7 separate regions of the Mus musculus genome follow, and regions 1, 2, 4, 5, 6 and 7 are each linked to region 3. Evidence: chromatin contacts called from public ChIA-PET, Hi-C, HiChIP or PLAC-seq and promoter capture Hi-C data. All regions are on one chromosome and are shown on one strand. Each heading gives the region's core, a stretch centred on a gene start, on an enhancer-like site or on the middle of the called end of the contact. The rest is flanking DNA. Distances are from core to core; before and after follow the strand shown.

Region 1 (3,050 bases), core at 501-3,000, 980 kb after region 3:
GAATCAGGGACTGCCAGAAAGCCACAGAAAGGTCGATGATCACAGGGAAGGCTGGTCTCATGCATGAGGGCCATGAGTTCAGGGTCTTCCTCTGCTCCAGAGTTCCAGACCAGCCTGAGCTACATGAGACCCTGTTTCTATAAAATAAAATAAGACAATGTCACAGGTCAACAGTGGGACCCTTATCCAAAAGTCCTGTGAGCAGGATATGGGTCGGTATCAGGAGCAGCCGCGTGGACTCCTGCCTCCGGGATACCAGAATCAGAGGCCTGGTCCTGTCTCTTGAGGCCTGCAGTCTCTAAGGCTTCCTCTTACCTTCCTCTGCCCTCTGTGGCTAGGGGAGGTCCCAATCTCTCCCCACCGGGGTTTGCCATAGCCATGGCCTGGCTGAGCTTGGCTGGCCACTGTAACCTCTCCTCTCTAACCTCGTGGCCATTTGAGTATGACACTCAGTGATATTCGTCTCTGTCTGTCTCAGGTAAGGAAATGTTTGAGACAGGGTCTTGTTATACAGCTCAAGCTAGCCTGAAATTGTAGGAATCCTCCTGCCTCAGCTTGCTCTGAAGTGTTGGGGTAAATAGTATTGGCCCAAAGAACTATTTTATTTATTTTATTATTATTATTATTATTATTATTTTTTTTAGTTTTTCGAGACAGGGTTTCTCTGTATAGCCCTGGCTGTCCTGGAACTCACTTTGTAGACCAGGCTGGCCTCGAACTCAGAGATCCACCTGCCTCTGCCTCCCGAGTGCTGGGATTAAAGGCGTGTGCCACCACGCCCGGCTCCTATTTATTTTTTATTATTTTTTAAGACAGGGCTCATGGAGCCCTGGCTGCCCTGGAACTCACAAGGTGGGCTTGAATTTACAGAGATCTGCCTGCCTCTGCCTCCCAAGGGCTTAGATTAAAGGCTTGTGTTACCACACCAGCATATTTGTTTTAATCATTTGTTTTTGTTTTGTTTTGTTTTGTTTTTGGACAGGTCTCACCTCAGTAAGCTGGGTCACAGGTTGATGCTGAATTTTCGATAATCCTCCTGCCTCAGCTTCCCAAGTGTTGGGATCACACTAGGACCTGGGGAACTCTTACCTTTTATTTATGAGACAGGTCTCTCTTTGTAGCCCTGGTTGTCCCAGAAGTCTCTATGTAGACCAGGCTGGTCTCAAATCAGAGATCCACCTGCCTCTGCCCTGAGTGCTTGGATTAAAGGTGTCGGCCACCACCACCTCCTGTGGCCCGATTTAACTTTTTCATGTTTTGAGATAAGGGCTCCTATAGCCCAGGCTGTATTCACTGTGTAGATCAGGCTGGCTTCCACCTACCTCAACCTACCCAGCACTGGTAATAGGTCTTGTACCCCAGAACAAACCATGTCTTACTTTTTGTTGTTTTAAGACAGGCTCTCTGGTAACCCAGGCTGGCCGAGAACTCTTGATCCTCTTGCCTCTGCACCCCAGTCATTAGATTACAGGACTGGGCCCCCATCCTACCTCTGTGGGACAGGTGTCACTCTACTGCCCAGTGTGGCCCCCAGCCGTGCCAACCCTCCCGACTCCAAAGAGGACATAGCACACTGTAGGCACTCCATAAATCCACCGTGAAGCCTGGGTGTCCAGGCTGCGAGTCTGTGGCCTTGGGACTGGGGGCGGGGGGCACTGAGGCAGGCCTCCAGCTGGGGTTCCGGGCCGTGGCGGGGGCGGGGCGCGCGGGGCCAAGGTCACGGGTGGGGCGTCCGGGCCTGCGCAGTGCCGGGCGCGGCAGGTGGAGCGGGAGCCCGGGCGGCACCGCGTCGCCATTACACAATAGCGCGGGCGGCGCGGGCGGGCGGCGGGCGGCGCAGGAGGCGGGACGCGGGGCCCCGGAGCTGTCGATCGGGGACAAAGCGCGGCCGCCCGGCGCCCCCCGAGCCGCCCGAGCCGGGGCGCAGCCCGCGCCCCCCGCGACTGACATGATGTTTCCGCAAAGCCGGCACTCGGTAAGGGGAACCCCGCGCACTGCACCCCAGAGCTCTCCCTGCACCCCCAGCTCAGCTCACTGCACCTCCGGCGCTCACCCTGCACCCCAGCTCATCTCACTGCACCCCTTCTAGGTCGGATCCCGTCTCTCTCCCCGCCCAGGGCCTGTCCCAGGGGCTCCCTACGCTTCCCCAGCTCCCACAGGCCTGTTCTGTCCCCCCAGCCCTGGGCTCTTCCCCAAGGTCCTTGCACCCCACAACCCAGACCCTACGCACCCCACCAGTCCAGCACTGCATCCTTCAGCCCGGATCCCTGAACTTTGATCCCTGCCCTGAGTCCCCTCACCGCCTCCCCCACACCTCGCCCAACCCGACTCCAAGGTCTTCTTCCACCCCCACCCCCCACCCCCGGGCTCCGGATCAGCCCGCACCCCACTGCAGCCGCATTCGGCCTGTCTTCCTGACCTGGGGCTCAGGCCCAGAGCTGCAGCACCCCAGTCACAAGCCCATCATCCCCTCACCCCAGACGCGCATGTCCTCCAGCCCTAGATCTTGCATCCCCACCTCGGTGCACCCCCCCCCCCCCAGGCCCAGCTCTCTAAGAGCTTCAGACTGGCCTGCCACCAAGTCCAAGGCCCTGCACCCACCATCACCTCGGCCCTGCACTTCTTTCCACCTCAGATCTGCCCTGGCCCCAAGTCTGGTGCCCTCTACCCCCCAATACAGTTCCCGCACCCCCTGTCTCTCTCTCCAGCCCTGTCGGGCCTGGCGTCACCATCCGGGCCCAGCGCCACCCCCAGCCTGGCTCCGCGTCCCTCCTCCAGCTGCAGGCCCCGCACCCCAGCGGCCTTCCTCCTCCCAGCCCCCATCCTGCACCCTCAGCACTAGGGTTGGGGAGACCCTGTGCCCGTATAATGTCCAGTGCTCCCTTGTCCGGAGCCGGATACCCCGCAGTCTTCCCACCCCCCGCCCCCCCAGCACTAGGCTCCGTCCCTCTCATGTCCAAGCCCATCTGTCGTCTCCCACACCAGCTCCCAGTGGCCTTGCTCCCCACACCCTGCCCCTAGCCTTGCTCCCCAGATCCGAGATCTTACAC
Region 2 (2,950 bases), core at 350-2,849, 590 kb after region 3:
CTACACAGAGAAACTCTTTCTCAAAAAAACCAAATAAAAAACAAAAAAAACTCCTGCGTTCCAGATCATAGTTTACATATCTCCATCTCAAAGTTCTGTTTCCCAAGAGAAAACCACTATGTAAATGGTGTAGATTTGGGGTGAGTAAATGGTGAGAAAGAGGGGTACACTTTTTTTTTTTTTTTTTTTTTGGTTTTTCAGGACAGGGCTTCTCTGTGTAGCCCTGGCTGTCCTGGAACTCACTCTGTAGATCAGGCTGGCCTTAAACTCAGAAATCCGCCTGCCTCTGCCTCCCGAGCACTGGGATTAAAGGCGTACGCCACCACGCCCAGCTGCACTTTTTTTTTTAAATGATTTTTTGAAACAGGATTTCTCTGTGGAGCCCTGGCTGTCCAGGAACTCACTTTGTAGACCATGTTGGCTTTAAACTCACAGAGATTTGCCTCCCTCTGTCTCCAGACCCCTGGGATTAAAGGTGTGCCACCATGCCTGGTGAGGACGACACCTTTTAATCAGATCCTCTAGAATAACCCTAAGGGTCCCAGTGGGGAGGGAAGGACCATGTCACAAGGCAGGCAGAAAAACGGGGGGGGGGGGGGCAAGTCTGAATCTTATGGGTGGGAAGATGCTTGAGGGGGACTGAGGAACTCCAATAACTCTGGAGGGACAAGTGTGCTGGAACCTTGACAGGGAGACAGAGCAGAACTGGATGTAGGCTAAGCCAAGCTGTACTTCAAGAGGGTTTAATGGGGACTCAAGTCAGGTCAGAGCCCTGGTACCTTAATGCAGAAATGGGGGAACAAGTCTAAACAATGTTCCCCTGGACTCAGTCAAGGTGTCCTGTGAGGATCAATCTGAGGAACACATAACAAGGAGGTGGTGGGTCCAGTATGCCAGGCAGCAGAGAAACTCTACAAGGCGATTCACAGGTTAGAGATGGGTTAGAGTGAGACAGGATCACTGGAGGCTGAAGTGAAGAGGTACCCCAGAGCTGACAAGTGGGGAGCGGGACTCGAGGGCTGAGTCTCTAAAATGAACTTGGGCACTTATAGTTGGCCTGAGTCTGGAGTCAGAAGGTGTCAGTCTGAGCCCCGAGAATCAGAGGACTTGTGGCAATCCCTGTAGACCTTCCCCATGCAGGCCTGTGGGGGAGGAAAGAGGGGGGGCACCCGGACCTGAGTCCTACTCGTTGCCTTGGAAACCTGATGGCGAAGTCACTTTGCATTCCTTCGGCTTCCCAGACCACAGAAGGACCCCCAGTTATGTCCCAACAGAGCTAACCCAAAGGAGAGGACAGTGCCTGCACCGGGAAAGCTGTGTAGCCACACTGTGGGAACCCCTGCTAGGGTCAGTAGAGAAGTGACAGTAGACGGCGGGGACACCCCAGGAGGGAGCTGGCGACCCCGCCCCCGGTCTCCCCGCCCCCCGCCCGCAGGTTCAGCCCGCGTCCCAGTCGCACCCTCGCCGCCCGCGCCGCCACACCCCGCCCTCCCAGCTCCCTGCGAGGAGCGGTCCGTACTCCGCCACCCGCCTGTCCCGGCCGGAGCCACTCTCGCTCACTCACTTTGGCCTCCACCAGCTCTGCCGCCATCTTGGCCACTAGCGTCCCCCGCGCCGGGAGGCCCCAGCCGTCGCGTCACGTGAGGGCCCTCGACTAAAGGGCGGAGCCTGCGCGAGAGCCAGTAAAAGCGAGTGCTGGCTCCTTCCTCCACGCCCCCGCGTCTGAGAGGCGGGAGGATGCATCACGCGCACGCGCCTACAGGAACCCCGCCCGAGGATCTGACCAATCACAACGGACAATTGCCAAATCCCGCCCCCCACGGTTATTTTTCAAGGCGCTGGCCGCTACCACGCCCACTCTGGGGAGGAGTCTGCTGCTTAAAGAAATAGCAGCACTTCCCGCCGCCTCATTTCTCTTGCTTTAGAGAACCGCTAAATTTTTGTGTTTATTTAGTGTGTACATATGTGAAAGTCACAAAACAGTCTAGGAAATTAGGTTTTCTCCTTCCACTGTGTAGGTAGCAGGGATGAACCAGCTAGTGCCTGAACCATATACCCTTTGCCCTGCTCCCTCTCTTACTGGCCCCACCTTTTCTGTAGAGTACAGGCCGAACCCCCTGCCTCGTTTTCAAATTGGCTTGCGGTGGCAACAGTTGTGGGTTTTTAAAAATTGTTTTTGTTTTTTGAGACAGGTTCACCATGTAGCCCTGGCTCTGTGGAACTCGCTTTGTAGACCAGACTGGCCTCAAACTCACTGAAATCCTCCTGCCCCTGCTTCCGGAGAACTGAGATTAAAGATGAACATAACCAAGCCCTGCGTAGCCTTGCTTCTTTAGGGCACAGAAGCCCCTCTAGCTGCATTTTTCCTTCTTTATTTGTTGGCTCAAGGCTACGCCCACTTTTCTGTGGTCTGTTTTATTTATATACTGGGGGAGACACGCAATTTTTGATCGTCCAAAGACAATCTAAGGGGTTTGTATATTTCCACAATATGGATTCAGGGAATCGAACTCAGGTCATCAGGTTTAGAGACTAACGCGAATAGGTGTGGGTGCGCGCGTTCCAAGCCCCCTAGGTGGACATCAGAGGACAATTTGCTGGAATTGCTTTCTCCTTTAACCAGGTGTCACAAAATGAGTTCTGTGGATCGAACTCCTAATAGACTTCTGGGCGATCACCATTTCAGGGGCCCTCCTTGGCTTTCTAACTACCCACAAGCCCCACCCAACCCCCAAATTTTCGAAGCTTGCACTGGGGCCACGCTCACTTCTAGCCCCGCTCTGGGTTTTTAAGCGAGAACGGCACCGCCCCTTGCTTCCGTTTCATTGGGAGGACTGGACCGCGCCCACGTGGGGAGGGTGGTCTTAAAGGTGTATGTGCTTCCTGCTCTGGTGCATTTTATGGCTCATGTTTACGGTTGCATTTTGATGAAGAGAAGGGTTGGGGATGA
Region 3 (3,156 bases), core at 544-3,043:
AGGAGGCATCATCTATGCCCTCTCTCTGGCTCAGTAGAATCCAAAGATGGCTCCTCCACCCCCATACCTGCCCTGAACATGCCTGGGGCCACCCACACACCTATGGAGGCTGTCCTAATCTCTCTCCCAGTGTGACCATGTTAGGAGACCCACCCCCACCCCCATCAAGCCCTCTTTGGGTGCCTTGCTGCCCACATCAACTGTATCAGTAAGGCAGCCTCTATCTCTTATATAGACAGGAGATGGCGAACCAAAAGCAAGTAAATAGAGGGATAACAAGCAGGGGGCCCTATCCCAGGGATGCCTTGGAGCTGTTGACTACACCGCTGTTAAAGGGGTAGATTGTCAAATCCCAGTGCAAATCCCAGCTAACATGGATAGACCCTTGGACAGGAAGCGGCCAGTACCTAGCAAAAGGTTTGCCCCATCCAATCCGGGGGGATTGGGCATCCCAGAAACACTGGTGTGGCTAAATCTCGTTGTCCATCTTGGACCTTGACCTGACCCATCACAGGTGTGTGGAGTGGGCCAACACAAAACGTAGGCGAAGAGTTGTGGTGAGGATTTCAATCCCACTGGATTGAAGATTCAAGCCCCAACTCCAGGTCCGGGTCGTGGCCTCGCTCCACCATGTTAAAAGTACACAGAATGGAAAGAAAAATGTTCCGGGCAGCCACCCCTCACCACTGCTATGCTACCACCTAACCCTGCGCGAGAGTCTTCGCTGCCCTTCGGAGGGAATCCGCGCTGCTACCCAGAAGGCCGTAACCCGGATCTACCGACCCTCTTCACAGATAAGGAAACTGAGGCTGGGGGAGGGCCGAGAAAGAACTACGGAACCGGATGTTCTGACCACCAAGGGCGAGACCATGAAGCGCAGAAAAACAGGACAAGAATACCAAGCGAAAACGAAGGAGTAGGGGGCTGAGGACTGTGATCGCGCGTGGTGGACCCACCATGCCGGGGTAGATCCCGAACAACCTGCAATCGCGGGAGATTTGGCCACCAGGGCCGCCCTCCGCGCGCCGCCCGACCGCGTGGCCGCCACGCCTCCCCGCGCGCGCCCCACCCACCACGTCCCCGCCCTCCCGGCCGGCGGGCCGCTGAAGCCTGGGCGCGCCCCCCTCCCCGCCCCCCACGCGCCACGCAGTTTCGGGGTTCCAAGTGAGATGGGGGAACGGGGTCCCCGAGACCTCTCTAATGCACTCCCTGCATCCCACCTGTGTAAAATACGAGGGGCTTACCTGTGTGAGTCCGCAGGTGTGACTTGAGGTGCGAAGACTTGTAATAGGCTTTGGCGCAGCCATGGAAGGGACAGCGGTGGCTTTTGGCGGCGCCGGGGGCGCGGCCCGAAGAGGGAGACGAAGCGGCTGAGGAGGAGGAGACCGGAGAGGTGCCCCCCGCGGTGCTGGCTGCGGTGGCGACTACCGGCCCGCCTCTCAGATCGGCCAGGATGCTGGCGGCCAGCAGGTGGGGCGCAGCGGTGGCGCCTCCCGGCCCCGGAGCCGTAGCTGGCGGTGGCGGTGCCCCAGGGGTCCCCGGCGGCGTGGCCTCGCGGCGCGTGGCGCGCACATCCAGACCGGCAGCGGGGCCCGCGCCCTCGGGGCCGGGTCGTCCGCGATGCACCACGGCTCCCGAGGAGATGGCCATGAGCACGTCGGCGGCAAAGTAATCCACACACGCCACGGCCGCCGACATGCCGGGCAAGGACGCGGAGACACGGAATCGGCGGCGGGAGAGAAGCGGAGGCGGTGGGACCTACGCCCGTCCGGCCGGCAGCGGCTGCTAGAGTGCGGGAGGCGGAGGAGGGAAGGGAGGAGGAGGCCCCGGCGCGCCGCCGCCGCCCGCGCTCAGTCCCGCCCCGCCCCGCCTGACGCTCCCTGACGCACCGGAGCCCGCGGGGGCGGCCGCAGCCTGCCCCTCCTGGAGGACGCCCCCTCGGGGCTCAGTAGCCACGCCCTCTCCCCACCGCGGACACGCCCCCTCCTGCCGCGCCCTCGGTCCTCCAGAGAGTCGCGCGCCACCGCTGATGGGCGGAGCTCACACTGCCAGCTGCCGGTCCTCCCGCACTTCAAACCCCCCCTCCCCTCGTGTACCAGCAGAGCACCCGGGGTCCCCAAATCCCTGGATTGTGCCCTCTCCACGTAAGAACAAGCCAAACGGAGGGAAATCGTTCCCCTGGCCTGGTACGCACTACCCTCACCAGTGCCCTTCCCGGATCGTCACCTCCCAAGGCTTTGAGAGTTACGCCCACCCCCGCGACACGCCCACACACCCCACCCCAGCCTCGGATGCTCCGCCTCCTACCCCCAGTGCGCGCCACGCCTCCTCCGGGCGCGCGCTCCATCCTCTTCCCGGCGCGCCCACCACGCTGTGCCCGGTGCGCAGTCGCCGGGAACTCTCCCCTCCCCAACTCGTCCCTCCTCCCACTCCACATTCAGGCACTGGGACGCGCCCCTGTCCGCGGTGTGTGTGTCGGGGGATGGGGTGGGGAGTGCGATCCGCACGTGGCCAGGGTGGGGGTGCGGAAGCGCGCTGCCCCGCCCCCGGGCCACGTGCGCGACCCTCCCCCTCCTTCCTGGCCTTGAAGCAGGGCAATAACCCACCAATCCTGACTCCCCATCTCTGGGTCCCCAATGCCATTCTTGGCTTGGGGACAAAATATCCCGGAGGTCGAACTTGAGAGCGTAGGGTACCCACTACCCTGCCTAGCTGATCGAGTTTGTAGAGTTCGTCTTTGCGCACCGGGACTCGAGAATCACTAGGCCTGTGGATAACCGGTATGGCAAAAGTGAACAGGGCTGCAATAAGAAGGTCTGGCTCGGTCATCTATGCGAAGCTAGGGACACTGGAGTTCTGGTTGTTTCGTCCCTCCCTCACTGGCCCTTTGAGACTGGGACAGGGAAACTGAGGCTGACTAATGGAGCGATTGGAAACTTCCATGGATAATCGACCAAGTTGTGAAATGATGGTCCCCTAAAAGCCCCAGGCCCTAGGCGCCGGTTGCGCGGAAGTAGGAGACCAGGCTCCCGCCCCTTCCTAACTCCCGCCGGGTTGCGGAGGCCATGCAGTGGCCCGCGCAGCCTCCAGGGGGCGAAGCACCCCAACCGACAGCAGTCTGTCGGTCCGAGCTCCATCATGTTTATTCCCCAGCAG
Region 4 (3,155 bases), core at 618-3,117, 590 kb before region 3:
ATTCTACACTATAAAGACAAAACCAAATACCAGCCTCAGCCAGGATCTCCACGAGATCATGACCCACCCAAGGGTGCCACTTAGCACCTTTCAGGGCTCAAATCCACTTGGTGCAGGGACTTGAGCTGGTGCCACATACCTCCTTGCCCTCTGACCCCTGCCACATCCTAAGGTCTAAGGCACCATGCTGTGCCCCCCTATCCCATGGCTGCCCAGTTTCGGTCCTTGAGGCTCTGAAGCCAGCAGAGGAGATACCAAGCCCAACAGTTCTTCTCTGGGCCTCTGTAGGAGCTGACACCTAGGCTGGGGTGGGAACAGGGCGCAGGGTGGTACAAGCCTAGCAGGCCTTGGCTGTGAGGCGTCCCTTCTAGGAAGGTTGGGTGGAAGCTGGGCAGGCAGGACGGGCAGGAAACACAGCAAATGGGCTCCCAGAAACGTCAGCAGCTCCAGAAACCAGCTGCTGTGTGGCTTGTTTATCCCAGTTAAGAAAGAGGATAAGGTCTACTGTCATCCAGCCGACCCTGTCTCTGACTAGACATTGGGCACCCACCCGGAGCCCTGAGGGTGTGGAGGGCAGGAAGGAAGATGGAGCATGGGCTCATCTGCAGCCAATGAACTGGGGCCTGAGGGGATGCCCACAGCTGTCTTGAGCTCAAGCTAGATCTACCTATGAAACCCCCGAACGCTCAGTTCTGAGAAGCACCAGGAGTGAGTCCCAAACTCACCAATGCCCTCCAATATCAGCATGCCAGCCACCAAGCCATGACCCCAACACCAGAAGGCCCAGGCAGCTCCTCAGAGAGAGCCTGGTGCCATCCCTCGAGTAGCCTTTGTGACCGAGAACCGGGATCTCCCGGGAGCACATGAAGAAGACACAGCCAGGGCAGGTGCTGGCTGTAGAGGTCCCTGGCCAATCTGGCTGTGACTCTGTGGCTGACCCTAGTGAGATGACCTCACCCAAAGCCACAGAAAACCTGGCAAGAGTCTGAAAACAGTGAAGTAACAGAAAATTTGAGCAGTGACACTGGGGGGTAGGGGGCTGTCCCCAGGGGGTTGGTTCAGGGTGTGCTGGAATGGGACTGACTAGTAGAGACTGGACTGAGAGAATCAGGGTAGAATAGAAATGACAGGCGGGACAGGGCCTCCAGCACAGGAGGTGGTCTACAGTGGAAAGTCAGGAATGGAATGGAAATGACCATATTGTTCTCAGTGGAGGTGCAGGACAGGATGGGAGTGACAGGTGGGAAGGTGGACCTCGAGTCCAAAATCCTACTCCAAGAGGACACTGGGCTCTGGTCTTGAGTGGAAAAATTTGGGGCCTAGGCTCCCAAGTGGCAGACTGAGGCCAAAGGGCAGGAGGCGGGGCCTGAGAGCTGAGGAAGTGAGGACCAGAGATAGCATCTGTAAGAGTGGTATCAGGGTATCCAGGCGTCAGGAGCCAAGTGGTAAAGTTGCCGGGGGTGGGCGAGCGGATGACAGCTGGGGTCAGGGGTCAGAGGTCAGGGGTCAGAGGTCACCTTGAGCAGAACGAAGAATTCAAAGAGGCGGCGGAAAGCAGGTGGGAAGAGGCGTGAGTAGGTGACGGCCATCTTGAAGAAGAGAGCGTGGAAGAGCCGGTCGCGCACGTTGATGAGCGGGTTGGGGTTGAGATTGGGGCCGCGAGGGCCGCGCACGGGCGCCGCGCCACCACCCCCGCCGCCGTTGGGCCCGGGCCCTGGGGCTGCCGCGTGCTCCGACATCACCGCCCCGCGTCACCCCGGCGGCCGCCGGCTGACCCCCGCCGCGTCCCGGCCGCCGGATCCCCCCCGCCGCCCCCGGCCGCCGCCGCCGCCTGCCCCTTTGCTCGCGTCCGTCCGGCCCGCGACGCCGGCGAGAGCGCCGGGCCAGAGCGCCGCCCGTGCGCGGGGCACGCTGGGATCGCCGCGGCCGCCCGAGGAGGCCGGGCTTCAGGGCCGAAAGGCGGGCACCACGAGTAGTGGGCGGAGCCTGACTTTACACATTTCATGCGGGTCGCCTCAGCGCTAAAGGGCAGAGTACCATGGAGTTCAGTTTATTTTCCTAGTGCTCCTTCAAGCTTTGTCCGGTCTCGTTTGCAGTGAGCTTGCAATTTGCAGGGGCTACACGGAGTGCATTAAAGAGCAGCCCCGTTTGTTTGCATATATTCACTCCCACATACTGTGGCACGGCCTGGGGTGGAGTCGTGTGTCACGATTCATTTGCATTGAGCTTTATCTTTATATATGTGAGTACACTGTCGCTGTCTTCAGTCTCACCAGAAGAGGGCATCAGATACACCAGAAAGGAGTTGTGAGCCACCATAACGGAGGCTGGAACTTCAACTCAAGATCTCTGGAAGAGGCGTCAGTGCTCTTAGCCATGTCTTTAGCCCAGAGCTCTATCTTAAGCATTGAGCGGCAGTGTCGGGTGTAATTCGTTTGGTTTGTGGAGGGATCCAGGTTAGCGGTGGGCGATCTGTGGGGCGTGGTCTCAGAAACAAGCTAAAACATTTGCATCCACCTGCGGGCGGGGCGACGTTGCCCGTCGTATTTGTATATGGTTTCCTATTGGCGGAGAATTAGAGGGGGCGGAGACGCACTTAGTAAGGCCTATTTACATAGGGCTTCACTCTGGCCACAGCCTCACTTAGGGGCGGGGTCTGCTGAGGACTCATTACCCACCCTGCCCTGGGAGGCAGGGCTTCCTAACTGCTCATTAGCATAATGTTTTCATTGGCGGCCGCAGCGCTGAAGGGCGAAATTCCATGGATAGTTTACTAGCAGACAGTTTCACCATCGCACCAGTATCACGGATTCCGCGCTGATCCGGCTACCACTGAGGGGCGGAGCCTCGTAGTGCCTGTCTAATTTGCATATGACTTCCCAGAAGGCTTCGCTGGCACAAGCTTCTCCCAGACAGCTATATTAATTAGTTAAATGTGAGCTTTCACGCGGATAGATAATTATTCTGAGCGGTGTTATGAGTGGTAGCCTTTCTTTTTGACATGTGAAAACGTTACTTTATCCAAACAAAAACAAAAAAAAATCATAATTACTGTATGTGAAAAGTAATTTGCTTCTCTGCCTTTAAATACCTGAGGCAAAAAACCGTCGCTTGTGCTCGCTTCGGCAGCACATATACTAAAATTGGAACGATAC
Region 5 (3,273 bases), core at 549-3,048, 820 kb after region 3:
TGACAGATCTGGGCTTCTGTGATACTGAGGAGAGCCCAGGGTCTCCTCCAAGGCTGTGCCAGCCCGAGGCCCTGACAGCTTCCTTTCTTCCTTCCTTCCTTTCTTTCCCTCTTTCTTTCTCTTTTGGTTTTTCAAGACAGGGTTTCTCTGCGTAACAGCCCTGGCTGTCCTGGAACTCAGAGCCATCACCTGCAACATTTTTTCCTATGGATAATTCCTTACACAGTGTTTGCTGAGAGGAGAAAAGAGTGAGGCCAAATTCACATATAAATTAAAAGCCTATCTGACTATCCAAGTGCCATGACCTTTTTGTCTCAGCCCTGTCCCACACGTTCTCACAAAACCCTCCTGGGTGCTGTCGATGAGCCCAGTAGCACAGACTGGAAACTGAGGCAGGCCACTGAGAAATGTCTGGGTGAAGGTCCCTCAGCTTATTGTCACACACAGCACGGAGTAACCAAGCTGTCATCCTCAGCATTCAAGAGGCTGAGGCAGGAGGATGGCACATTCCAGGCCAGCCTGGACTAGGGAGCATAAGGAACCATGTGTGGTAGGTCCTCTCCACAGGGCTTCCCCCACCTCAGCTGGTGGGCATGTCAGTCTGGGCTCCTGACATCCCACCTGGGCTCAGATCTCTCAGCTCAGGACTCCATGAGTATACAGTAGGAGCTTAATATAGATAGGCATGCCTGGTTGGGTTCCTGGTGACATCTTTAATCCCAACACTCAGGAGGCAGAGGCAGGAGAATCTCTCTGAGTTCGAGAGTCTACAAAGTTAGGTTCCAGGACAGCCAGGGTTACCGTGTCTCAAAAAACCAAAATCAGGAAAAAAAAGCCAAACCCTTTTTCCAAACTGTGTGAGACCTGCCTCAAGCTTGGTATGTAGATGAGGATGACCTGGAATTCTTCATTCTCCTGCCTCCACCTCTGAATGCTGAGATGACAGGCATGTATCATCCCACCTCGTTTCTGGGGTGCTGGGGATGGAACCCAGGGCCTCATGCAAGCTGGGAGACTGCTCTGCCTCTGAGCTACAGCCCAGCACACAGTTTTATTTCTGAGACAGTGTCTTGCTCTGGAGGTCAGATAAGGCCTAGACCTAACCATCCTCCTGTCTCAGGCCTCTGTTGTGTGGGAATGACGGGCACATGAGGACATCAGTGCCCCGTTTCCTTGCTGTCTCCTGCACGTGCGCAGGCTGTGGCTGCACCCGTGACACTTCTGGGTGGGGTCCTCCTTTGCCCAGGTGAGGCTTGATATCTAATCAGCTTGAGGCCCAAGGTTGAGGGCAGAAGCCTGTGCCCTGTCTTTGTATGTTGAGATGTCTGGATGCTCTGCAGGCAGGTGTCTCTGCCATTGCTTTGAGGGTCCCCCTTCTAGGAACGTGGTGCTCCCTGCCTCCTTTGCAGCCTGGTGCTCACAGAGCTGCCAACCCCACTGGGCTGACCTACTAGACACAAAGTTGCCAGGCTTGTCCCAGCCACCAAGCCTGACTGCCACACTTGGTTGTGTGCACGTGACAGCGTGGACGTCCCATCTGTGCAGCCTGACTTCTTACAGAGGACTCTAAGGACCTGTCCCTGGGGCTGCTGGTCTCCAGGGAGGGGTGCAAGGTGCGGGGGAAGGGACAGTCTAGGTTAATATTAAACTAGCCGCAGACTCTGCCCTCCAAAGATGCAGGGGTCTGATGCCAAGCAGGCATGGGAGGCTGGGCCACAGACGGCAGGTTCCCCACCCCGCCCCGCCCAATCACTGTCTTAACCCCACCCGAGCCCTGTGCAGCTCACACCTGCAGCTGAACGTCGGCCCATATCCAGTGTGCTGGCCATGGACACCTTGGGCAGGCTGCTGCTGCTGGCTACACTGTTCCTGACACCCGCTGAGGCCCAGCAGGGTAGGACTAGGGTGTGGAGCCCGCGCTGGGTGGGTGTTAGGAACTGGGGCAGGGGCTCTTCAGCATCTCATTTCCCATTAGGAGAAACTAAGGCAAGGCAGGAAGAGGAAGTGAAGAGGGCACTGGTGGGGACGAGTGCTCTCCAATGACTCCTTCTGCCCTGTCTCTGATCTAACATCCTTCTCCCCTCTCAACGCTGTAAGCTAAGGCCACTGCCCTTTTCCAGCTGGTCCTCTCAGCTCCTTCAAGGCCTCTCTGAGCTATCCCCCCCCCTCGCCGCCCCCACTTCCCCCGCCTCCTCAACTACTTTATCTAAAAGCCTCACCCCTTAGAAGCCCAGCTTCTCCGGGAGGCGCGGACCTCCTTTACAACCTCTGCCCCCTAAGCCCCTGGCAGCTCCTAGTCTTGGACGTTCTTCCTGATTCCCACCTCTTTACGCCTTTTCTAAGCCCCGCCCTCCAAGACCCGCCTCTTTCCGTTAACGTCTTCCCCTCTCTCCCGCAGACCCCTCTGCTCCCAACAGACCCTTCTTTTTCCCTCTCGCAGAACCCACTTCCCCTGCAGGCTCCCCTTCCCCCTGCAGACCCTTCGTTTTTTGTGTCTGACTTGTCTTGTCCTTTGCAGCCTCAGAGCGCCGCCTGAAGCCTTGGCTAGTAGGCCTGGCTGCAGTAGTGGGCTTCCTGTTTATAGTCTTCATCCTCATGCTGGCCAATCGTGTCTGGTGCGCCAAAGGCAGGTGAGGACCTGCCCCTGTCCCACGCAGGGCCTCCTTGACCTCCCCGCCCTTCTGTGCTCCCTCCCAGGGTCAGCCTGGAGGTCATCTTGCTTTGCTGCCCTGTTGATCCCTTCTGATTCTTGGCGTTCATGACCTCAGTTGGGGATACTGAGGCAGAGAACAGCTCTTGTATCAATGTTTCTATTTGTGCAGAGCAGAGGATGAGGAGGCTACATTCAGAATGGAGCACATTATGAACGAGAACTCACAGCCAAGGTACCCTGTGGGTGATTCCCCCCAGACAGTCCTGAGAGGCCCAGCTGGGGGGAGGGGACAGTGTCCAGCAGGTGGACTCTGGGTGGGACTCTCTAGTGCAGATTCTGGGTCTGGGAGAGGAATAGAAGTGGGGGAGAGTTGGCATGGGCAGCTGGAAATACAGCTGAGCCCTGTGAACCTGAGAGGGTCCTGAGGAAGGAAGGGAGGGCTAGAAGGAGAGGCTGGGGCTACCTGTACCCAGAACTGCAGAGAACACAGCTACCTACCCTGTGACGACGCATGGTTTCCTGTACACCATGACCGTCACTCTATCGTAAGTGACCCACTCATTAACCTATCCACCCACCCATCCATCCACCCACCCATCTACCCACCCGTCCACCTATCC
Region 6 (3,176 bases), core at 212-2,711, 690 kb after region 3:
ATGTCAAGAAGCAGAGTCCTGCTGCCCCCTTCAGCCTTTGGGGACATATGGTCTTGTGTACTCACTGGCATCCAGAACCACCCATGACAAGGGTAGACGAGCACAGCAGGCCTCAGGGGGCTATCCTGGAGCCCCATGTTCCTGAAGGCTGGGTGTCAGGATTCCTATGCAGTGTGGTACACTCACCATGTGGGGTACTCGGAGTCTGCCTTCAGGGCCACATCCTGGCCTTCCTTGTAGATGTTGACCCCCATGGCATGTGTGGTGAGCTGAGTGGGGTCTGTGCACACCTCGGGGTCCTTCAGGGCCTCAGCGGCCACGCCGCCCTTGCCGCCCTTGCCAACTGCACAGTGAGAGAACGGGACACTTCAGCCTGCCCAGCTCTGCCCTCCTTCAACCCTCCTTTGTGTGGCCTCCAACAACCAACAGCCCCAGCTCTCTCCATGCATAACAGGGTCCCTTGTTATGGCACAGACCTGTCCCACTCCCGTGGGCCCTGAAGGCCCAGCCCATACTACACAACCCCTCTTCCATTCAGTGATGTTGACATGGTGGCACATGCCTGGCATCCCAGCATTCTGGAGCTGAGGCTGGGGAGTCATAAGACCCTGTCTCAAAAAAAAAAACAAAAAACCAATTCTGAGAAGAGAGAGATGGCTCGGTAACTCTAGGCCAACTTGGCAACATTTTTTTTTTTTTTTTTTGAAGACAGGGTATGTCATGATGTAGCTCTCCTGGAACAACACAAAAAAGTAAACACTAAAAATATTTTTGAGATGGGGTCTTCCTGGCAGGCCTGGAACTCACAGAGATCACTCTGCTTCTCTGCTGGGATTAAAGGTATCACGTTCGCCTCAAAGCGTAATTTTTAAATAATTTTAAATAATGATTATCACGGGTGTGTACACTGTCACAGTGCTTGTGGGATTGGTCATCTCCTTCCCTGCTTATGTGGGTCCTGGGGATCAAACTCAAGGCTTTCCAGGCAAGCACCTTGCACAATGAACCAACCTGCCCACCCACATTACTTTTTAAATTAAAATAATGACAATAACTTAGTTGATGTTGGTTATGTTTGGTGATTTACTCAAAGTTGAAGCGTGACACCCAGCCTGGTCCCGCCCTGTCCCACAAGGGCCGCGCCTGCGCACTGAGCGTAGAGGCTAGCGGCGCACCCGCAGGCCTCACTACGCTAGCACGCACCGTTTGGCCTCCGTAACGCTGCGCCTGCGCAGTCAATCCTCAGAACCCCACCTCCCCAGCAGCGCTCCGGCCGTACCCACTTTGGTTCCTTCGGAGCCAACTCACCTGGCTTTTTAGCATATTCCCGGATAGAGAATCCTCCAGGTCTTCTGAGGACCGGGAGCGCCCGGGGATGCCAGCGGGCCCACACCCGGGAAGCCCGGAGGAGATGGGCGGCCGCCATGACGCTGGCCGGCCGCTCGCACGTGCAGACTTCCGTGTTACGTCAGCCCTCCAGATCGGCTTTGGAGGTGTTGGAGGCGCCGCGGCCTTCTGGGAAATGTAGTCTTTAAAAAAAAATTTGCCCGACTAACGACTAATTTTAACTTCTGTAGCTATCGACCGTTCAAAGAATATTTCATTAAATTCTTGCCCCCAGTTCAAATGGTGATGGCACACCTTTAATCCCAGTACTCTGGAGATACAGGTAGGAGGATCTCTGAATTCAAGGTTAACCTTGGCTACTGCTTGAGTTCCAGGACAACCAAGGCTACACAAAGAAACCCTGCCTCAGACGATGATGACGACAACAACAACAAGTATTTAGATCTTTATTTACTTTAAATGTCACAGCAAAATCATGCTTATATCCCTTGTGGAATTTTTGAAAGCTTAAAAGTTAGGACAGTCAGTTGTGATGTGGAGGTGGAGGCAAGAGAATCAGGAGTTTGGGTCGATCTGTCCTACACAGCAAGTTTGAGGTCAGCCTTGGCTATATGAGATCTTGGCTTAAACATATGGGTAGCTGAGAATGATGGGAGTGATGAACCCCAGCTTAATCCCCACACTTGGGAGGCAGAGGTAGGTAGATGCCTGTGAGTTCCTGGCCAGCCTACTCTACATAGTGATACGTATGTGTTCTATTCACTAATAGAAAAAAGTGGGGTTTGGTGATTGGGGCTTCGTAGCAGAAATGGAGGCTGGATGCACACAGGAAGCTGAGGCAGGAGGATCAGGAGTTTGAAGCCAGCCTAGGCTACATGAGACTCTCAAGAATAAATAGACTAGTACTAGAATCTTCTAGACTCATTGCTAACAAACCTAACCAGGTGAACTCTTTTTAGATCACACAGTTAAGTTTAGGAATTATCATTGTCCCTAATCTATATGTAGGACCGTGATGCAAATTCCAGTGTCAACTCAAGTCTAGATTGTACCGTTATAGATCCTTACTGGGATACAAAGTGGAAGTCCGTCCTCAATAACTTCCATTCCCACTTTTCCTTTGCACTCCAAATTTTCAAGTCATGGCTCTCTTTACCATCCCTGGTTTCTGCCCATGTCCTACCTCAGCCGTTACACTCTGAAGTGATGCAGAACCCGATTTTAGAAAAGAAAAGCCAGTTTGAGCCTCGCCTCCGTTCTTGTAGTCTCGGGATTCGAACCTGAGCTCTACTATCTATACTGCAACACTGGCGAGTCCCCGGAAGGAGAGAGAGCGGACTCGAGGACTACATTTCCCAGCAGGCCGTTTGAGAGTGTGTATGCGCAATAGTCCTGGATGGTGCAGTGACCGATGATCCGGTTCCAAAGCTGGGATCCCAGAGAGCTGCTGACTCTTCTGGAAGGACGGGCGGACCGTCCGGACAATCCTGCCCGGGCCGGAGACACAGGTACTGCGGGCCGTGCGGGACTGGACAGGCTCCCGTGGGTGACCCAAGGGCAGTGTCTGAGTTCTGAGACTGAAATCTGAGTTCTGGGGACGGAGCCTGAGTTTCAAGGGTCAGAGCCTGAGTTCTAGGGGCTAGAGGCTGAGTTCTCAGGACCAGTGCCTGAATTCTGGGGCAACAGCCTGAGTTCCACGACCTAAAGCCTGAGTTTTGGGGCTGGAGCCTGAGTTCTAGGGTCCGGAGCCTGGGTTTTTGAGACCAGAGCCTGAGTTCTAGAGACAGAAGCCTGAGTTCCCGGGGGCAGTGCTTGAGTTCCCAGGGGCA
Region 7 (3,202 bases), core at 19-2,518, 650 kb before region 3:
CTGCTAGTAGCCCGTTTGATGCTGGAGAAGAATGCTGGTGTGCAGGCCCAGCTCCACCCCGGGGCCACACCCCAACACATCAAGGTGTCTAAAGTTTGAAGGCGCAGTTCGCTGCCACCTGCAACTTTCTTAGCCTTGCAGGCTAAGGTTCCAAGCAACTGCTGCAGTCTCAGATTCTAGGGAGGATTCCGGGAACTTGGATTGGCCGGAGCCACCCCATCTCTCCAGACACTCACACAAGTGGCTTTCAAGGGGCAGACTGCTCAAGATCCCCACAACAGTCTAACAAGGGACCTGAGCACCACCTATGGGGAACTAGTCGAGGTCGGGGGTTGCCCTGAGCACTGGCGTTACCCACTAGAATCGTCTCAACTTCTAGCTGAGCTCACATCATGCCTCGGTTTCCCAGCCTGCAAAATGGGACCTCAGAATCCAGTACTCTCCCGAGACGAACTGGGTAGACCGAGGCAGGGGCTTCACTGAGTTGGTTAAAGGATGGCCCTCCTTTCCCTCGCTCCTAGGTACGGTCGTCACGGTTCCTCGCATTTCCTCGAACGCGCGCGCAGCCCAACCCGGTGCTTTTGCGCACGCAGCGCCCTCACACCCCAGCGTCCCAGCCCCCGCAGATCTAGCCTAGCCGGGGGTTTTTAAGCCCATTTCAGAGACGTGGAGCCTCAGGCCCGGAAGGTTAGGGTAGCATAGTGGGCGGAGGTTCCAGCTCCAAGCTTGGCTTATCCATCTTGCGTTCCGGGTGAAACCAGGAAACGGCCGGGGGCCCAGGTGACTTTCCGCTCAGAGGTGGGGCGAGGAACCCTTTTTAACTCTTCGGGATTCCCGCGATGGGGCTCTCGCAGCCCCGCCCTCCCGCTCGCGGCCTCTGCGCCGTGGGCTGCGGCGTGCACTTTGCGCACGGTCCCTAAGATGGGGGCGGAGCGTCCCTCAGTCCGGTTCCCCCTTCCTTTTATTATTTATTATCATTTAAAGGGGCCGCGACCTGAAGTTTTCCGTCCACTCTGTGGCGGCTCTCCGGCTCCCCTCCACCTCCTCCCACCGTGGACGTCCTCAGATTGAGTTGGAGAAGGGGGACCCCGGTGTGGTGTCCTGGGAAAGCTTGGAAAGGGGGACCCTGGAGAGACACCCACCACCTCCTCCTGCGTCCCCGGGGCTGCTGAATCACCGGCGAGGTATTTGCATCTGAGAGCAATTTGTCACACGGCGATTCGTCTGCTGGGTGGGGGAGGGGCGGGGCGGGGGGCCCGGTCGCGCGCGGAGACCTCGTCCCTATCCGATCCAGACGGATGGAGATGTAGACGCGGCCTGGAGACTCGGTGAGGCGGGTGACCCCGAAGCCAGGAGCGTGCACTGGGCACCAGGGGGAGGCCAAGGGGGAGAGAGGCCACCGGAGGCCACCAGCAGGCTGGACTCTGGGCTGGGCTCCGGGCACCGGGGCATGCGCCCCCCGGGCCACCCCGGGCGGTAAGGCCTTTTGCAGCGCGGCTCTAGCGATCTCTCCTAAAGGTGGCAGCGTAGGGCACCCTGGAAACCGACAATTGCGGGGTCTCCAAAGTTAGGCAAAGACGCGCGCGTAGAGGGGTGCAGGGCTGAGTATGCGACTTGACGGATCAGAGTTGGGGTGGCTGTTGCGGTTGTAGATCTTGGAGACCTTCATCCGGTACACGAGTGCGCGGGGGTCGCGAGTGCGCGCTGTCCCCTGGCGGAAGGAAACGGACCCGGGGTGTGTGTGTCTGTGTATGTGCGCGCGCGCAGAGGACTGGGGGCTGCGCTCTGGGAACATGGTTTTGCTTTTTCTTATTAATTAAAAAAGATGTTTGGAGATAGGATCTTACTGTGTAGTACGGGCTGACTTAGAACTCGAGTTAAAGCTCAGACTAGCCTGAAACTCGAGGCCATCCCCCTGCCGCAGCTTTCCTTCCCAAGTGCTTGGGAAAATCCCAGGCCGGGCGCGCCACCACGCCCCGGTACCTACAGTTCTTTTTCTCTTCCAAACCTGTGTCCAGCGGGGTCCGCCCATCTCCCCCCCCCCATTTCGTTCCCTAGCTCCAGTGTACTACTGGGACTGGGGTCTCCACTTGCCCCGCGGGGTGCGCCCATCCAGATCCCTCCGGTAGGGTCCCCTGCCCCCCCCCCCCCGACACAAAAGAGGGAGCAGGAAGCGCGGAGTGCGCGCGTGTGTGTCAACTCGCAGCGGGTTTGTCAAATATCTTCCGTTTTTTACGACTTGGGCAGCAGGGTCACCCCCCCTCCCCAGCTCGCTCTTTCCAAGAAGCCTTTGAAATACCGACTCCACTGGGGGGGTTGTTTGTTTGTTTTTTTGTTGTTGTTTTACATTTGTCCTCTGACTGGGGTGTGTTTTTGCACACGTCTCCTGGGGGGGCACAGTGCCTTCTTTCCCAGCCCCCTCCCCAGCTCCTGCCCTTCCCCCTCCACCTCCCTTGGAGGAGAGAGGGGCCCCTTTCGCCACCCTCGGGCCCTGGCCTTGCACAACTCCAAATAACCGTGTTTTGCAAGGCCTGGCCGAGCTAGTGACCTCTCTCTCTCTCTCTCTCTCTCTCTCTCTCTCTCTCTCTCTCTCTCTCTCTCTCTCTCTTCCCTCTCTCCCTCTCCCCCTCCCTCTCTCCCTCCCTCCCTCCCTCCTTCCCTCCCTCTCTCTCTCTCTCTCTCTCTCTCTCTCTCTCTCTCTCTCTCTCTCTCTCTCTCTCTCTGACCTGAGGCTTGGAGGTGGTGGGGGGACTAGGGTGTGGCTCTGGGTCTCTTCCCCACTGCAGCCAGATCCCCCTTCCACAAACACCAGCTACCAGTTCCTAGTAGATCTTTCTGAGAATGCCATAAATTGAGGGTGGGGGCCAAGGACAAAGGGCTGGGGGAGGGGTCTATAAGGATGGGCAACGTTGGCTCAGGGTACCGGTACCTCTAGAGGGTGGGGGATGTCCAGGCCTGACCTAGGGGCAGCTTTGGGGTTTCCATCTGTGTCCCTCCAGGGCTACCAGCCCCACCAGTGGAGGCCTACCCTGTTCCCCTCCCCCACCCTCCACCAGGAAGGGTCATTAAACCAAACAGACCTGGGTGGGGGGACGGGAGGCTGGGAGAGGGGCTTCCTCTAGCTTTTTCCTCATGCCTTCCCCCACCCCACCCTCAAAGAGGGGGCGTCGCTTTCAGCATTTCCGTGGGGGGGGGGTTTGTG

The links. A called contact is a pair of places that touch in the nucleus more often than the background predicts. ChIA-PET counts read pairs in DNA pulled down with a chosen protein or histone mark. HiChIP or PLAC-seq counts read pairs in DNA pulled down with a chosen protein or histone mark. Capture Hi-C pulls out chosen DNA fragments and counts their contacts.
Region 1: a contact with region 3 is called in an H3K27ac HiChIP or PLAC-seq map of microglia, with 5 times the contacts expected there. The contact joins the promoter of Tle5 here to the promoter of Klf16 in region 3. A contact is called at or near these places in 2 of 115 datasets of contacts at active chromatin or transcription factors (bone marrow-derived macrophages and microglia).
Region 2: a contact with region 3 is called in a Hi-C map of B cells, with 17 read pairs. The contact joins the promoter of Pias4 here to the promoter of Klf16 in region 3. A contact is called at or near these places in 3 of 39 promoter capture datasets (the C10 cell line, liver and pre-B cells), 5 of 484 Hi-C or Micro-C datasets (B cells, CD4 T cells, the N1E-115 cell line and 2 more), 4 of 115 datasets of contacts at active chromatin or transcription factors (astrocytes, effector CD8 T cells, embryonic stem cells and 1 more) and 2 of 9 other capture datasets (adipose tissue and liver).
Region 4: a contact with region 3 is called in an RNA polymerase II ChIA-PET map of memory CD8 T cells, with 43 read pairs. The contact joins the promoter of Tmem259 here to the promoter of Klf16 in region 3. A contact is called at or near these places in 4 of 39 promoter capture datasets (cranial neural crest, erythroid cells, liver and 1 more), 3 of 484 Hi-C or Micro-C datasets (CD4 T cells, embryonic stem cells and natural killer cells), 3 of 115 datasets of contacts at active chromatin or transcription factors (effector CD8 T cells, memory CD8 T cells and pancreatic cancer cells) and 1 of 9 other capture datasets (liver).
Region 5: a contact with region 3 is called in a FOXA1 HiChIP or PLAC-seq map of pancreatic cancer cells. The contact joins the promoter of Smim24 here to the promoter of Klf16 in region 3. A contact is called at or near these places in 2 of 39 promoter capture datasets (erythroid cells and liver), 1 of 115 datasets of contacts at active chromatin or transcription factors (pancreatic cancer cells) and 1 of 9 other capture datasets (liver).
Region 6: a promoter capture Hi-C map of liver shows a contact between it and region 3, with 2.4 times the contacts expected there. The contact joins the promoter of Mrpl54 here to the promoter of Klf16 in region 3. A contact is called at or near these places in 1 of 39 promoter capture datasets (cranial neural crest), 2 of 115 datasets of contacts at active chromatin or transcription factors (bone marrow-derived macrophages and double positive thymocytes) and 2 of 9 other capture datasets (adipose tissue and liver).
Region 7: a contact with region 3 is called in an H3K4me3 HiChIP or PLAC-seq map of bone marrow-derived macrophages, with 4 times the contacts expected there. The contact joins the promoter of Arid3a here to the promoter of Klf16 in region 3. A contact is called at or near these places in 4 of 39 promoter capture datasets (the C10 cell line, cranial neural crest, liver and 1 more) and 3 of 115 datasets of contacts at active chromatin or transcription factors (bone marrow-derived macrophages, memory CD8 T cells and pancreatic cancer cells).

What each region holds. Positions count from the first base shown.
Region 1 is chr10:81,557,694-81,560,743 of GRCm38.p6, forward strand. It overlaps Tle5 (TLE family member 5, transcriptional modulator), which reads left to right and starts at 1,751. Exons shown (of 7, transcript NM_010347.4): 1 at 1,751-1,975. The coding sequence starts at 1,949.
Region 2 is chr10:81,166,121-81,169,070 of GRCm38.p6, forward strand. Pias4 (protein inhibitor of activated STAT 4) reads right to left here and starts at 1,600. Exons shown (of 11, transcript NM_021501.4): 1 at 1,565-1,600. The coding sequence starts at 1,591.
Region 3 is chr10:80,575,503-80,578,658 of GRCm38.p6, forward strand. Klf16 (Kruppel-like factor 16) reads right to left here and starts at 1,794. Exons shown (of 2, transcript NM_078477.2): 1 at 1,245-1,794. The coding sequence starts at 1,698. It overlaps Gm26710 (predicted gene, 26710), which reads left to right and starts at 2,622. Exons shown (of 3, transcript NR_155863.1): 1 at 2,622-2,780.
Region 4 is chr10:79,982,393-79,985,547 of GRCm38.p6, forward strand. Tmem259 (transmembrane protein 259) reads right to left here and starts at 1,868. Exons shown (of 11, transcript NM_001003949.4): 1 at 1,518-1,868. The coding sequence starts at 1,739. It overlaps Gm26243 (a small nuclear RNA gene), which reads left to right and starts at 3,114; the gene lies at 3,114-3,155.
Region 5 is chr10:81,391,266-81,394,538 of GRCm38.p6, forward strand. It overlaps Smim24 (small integral membrane protein 24), which reads left to right and starts at 1,799. Exons shown (of 4, transcript NM_001099917.1): 1 at 1,799-1,894; 2 at 2,519-2,630; 3 at 2,823-2,885. The coding sequence starts at 1,828. Gm48552 (predicted gene, 48552) reads left to right here. Exons shown (of 2, transcript NM_001384181.1): 2 at 1-290. Gm48551 (predicted gene, 48551) reads left to right here. Exons shown (of 6, transcript NR_168929.1): 6 at 1-290.
Region 6 is chr10:81,265,465-81,268,640 of GRCm38.p6, forward strand. Mrpl54 (mitochondrial ribosomal protein L54) reads right to left here and starts at 1,462. Exons shown (of 3, transcript NM_025317.2): 1 at 1,309-1,462; 2 at 187-343. The coding sequence starts at 1,426. It overlaps Apba3 (amyloid beta (A4) precursor protein-binding, family A, member 3), which reads left to right and starts at 2,708. Exons shown (of 11, transcript NM_018758.2): 1 at 2,708-2,855.
Region 7 is chr10:79,926,073-79,929,274 of GRCm38.p6, forward strand. Arid3a (AT rich interactive domain 3A (BRIGHT-like)) reads left to right here and starts at 1,269. Exons shown (of 9, transcript NM_001288625.1): 1 at 1,269-1,328. Gm40715 (a long non-coding RNA gene) reads right to left here and starts at 919. Exons shown (of 2, transcript XR_001779822.2): 1 at 390-919.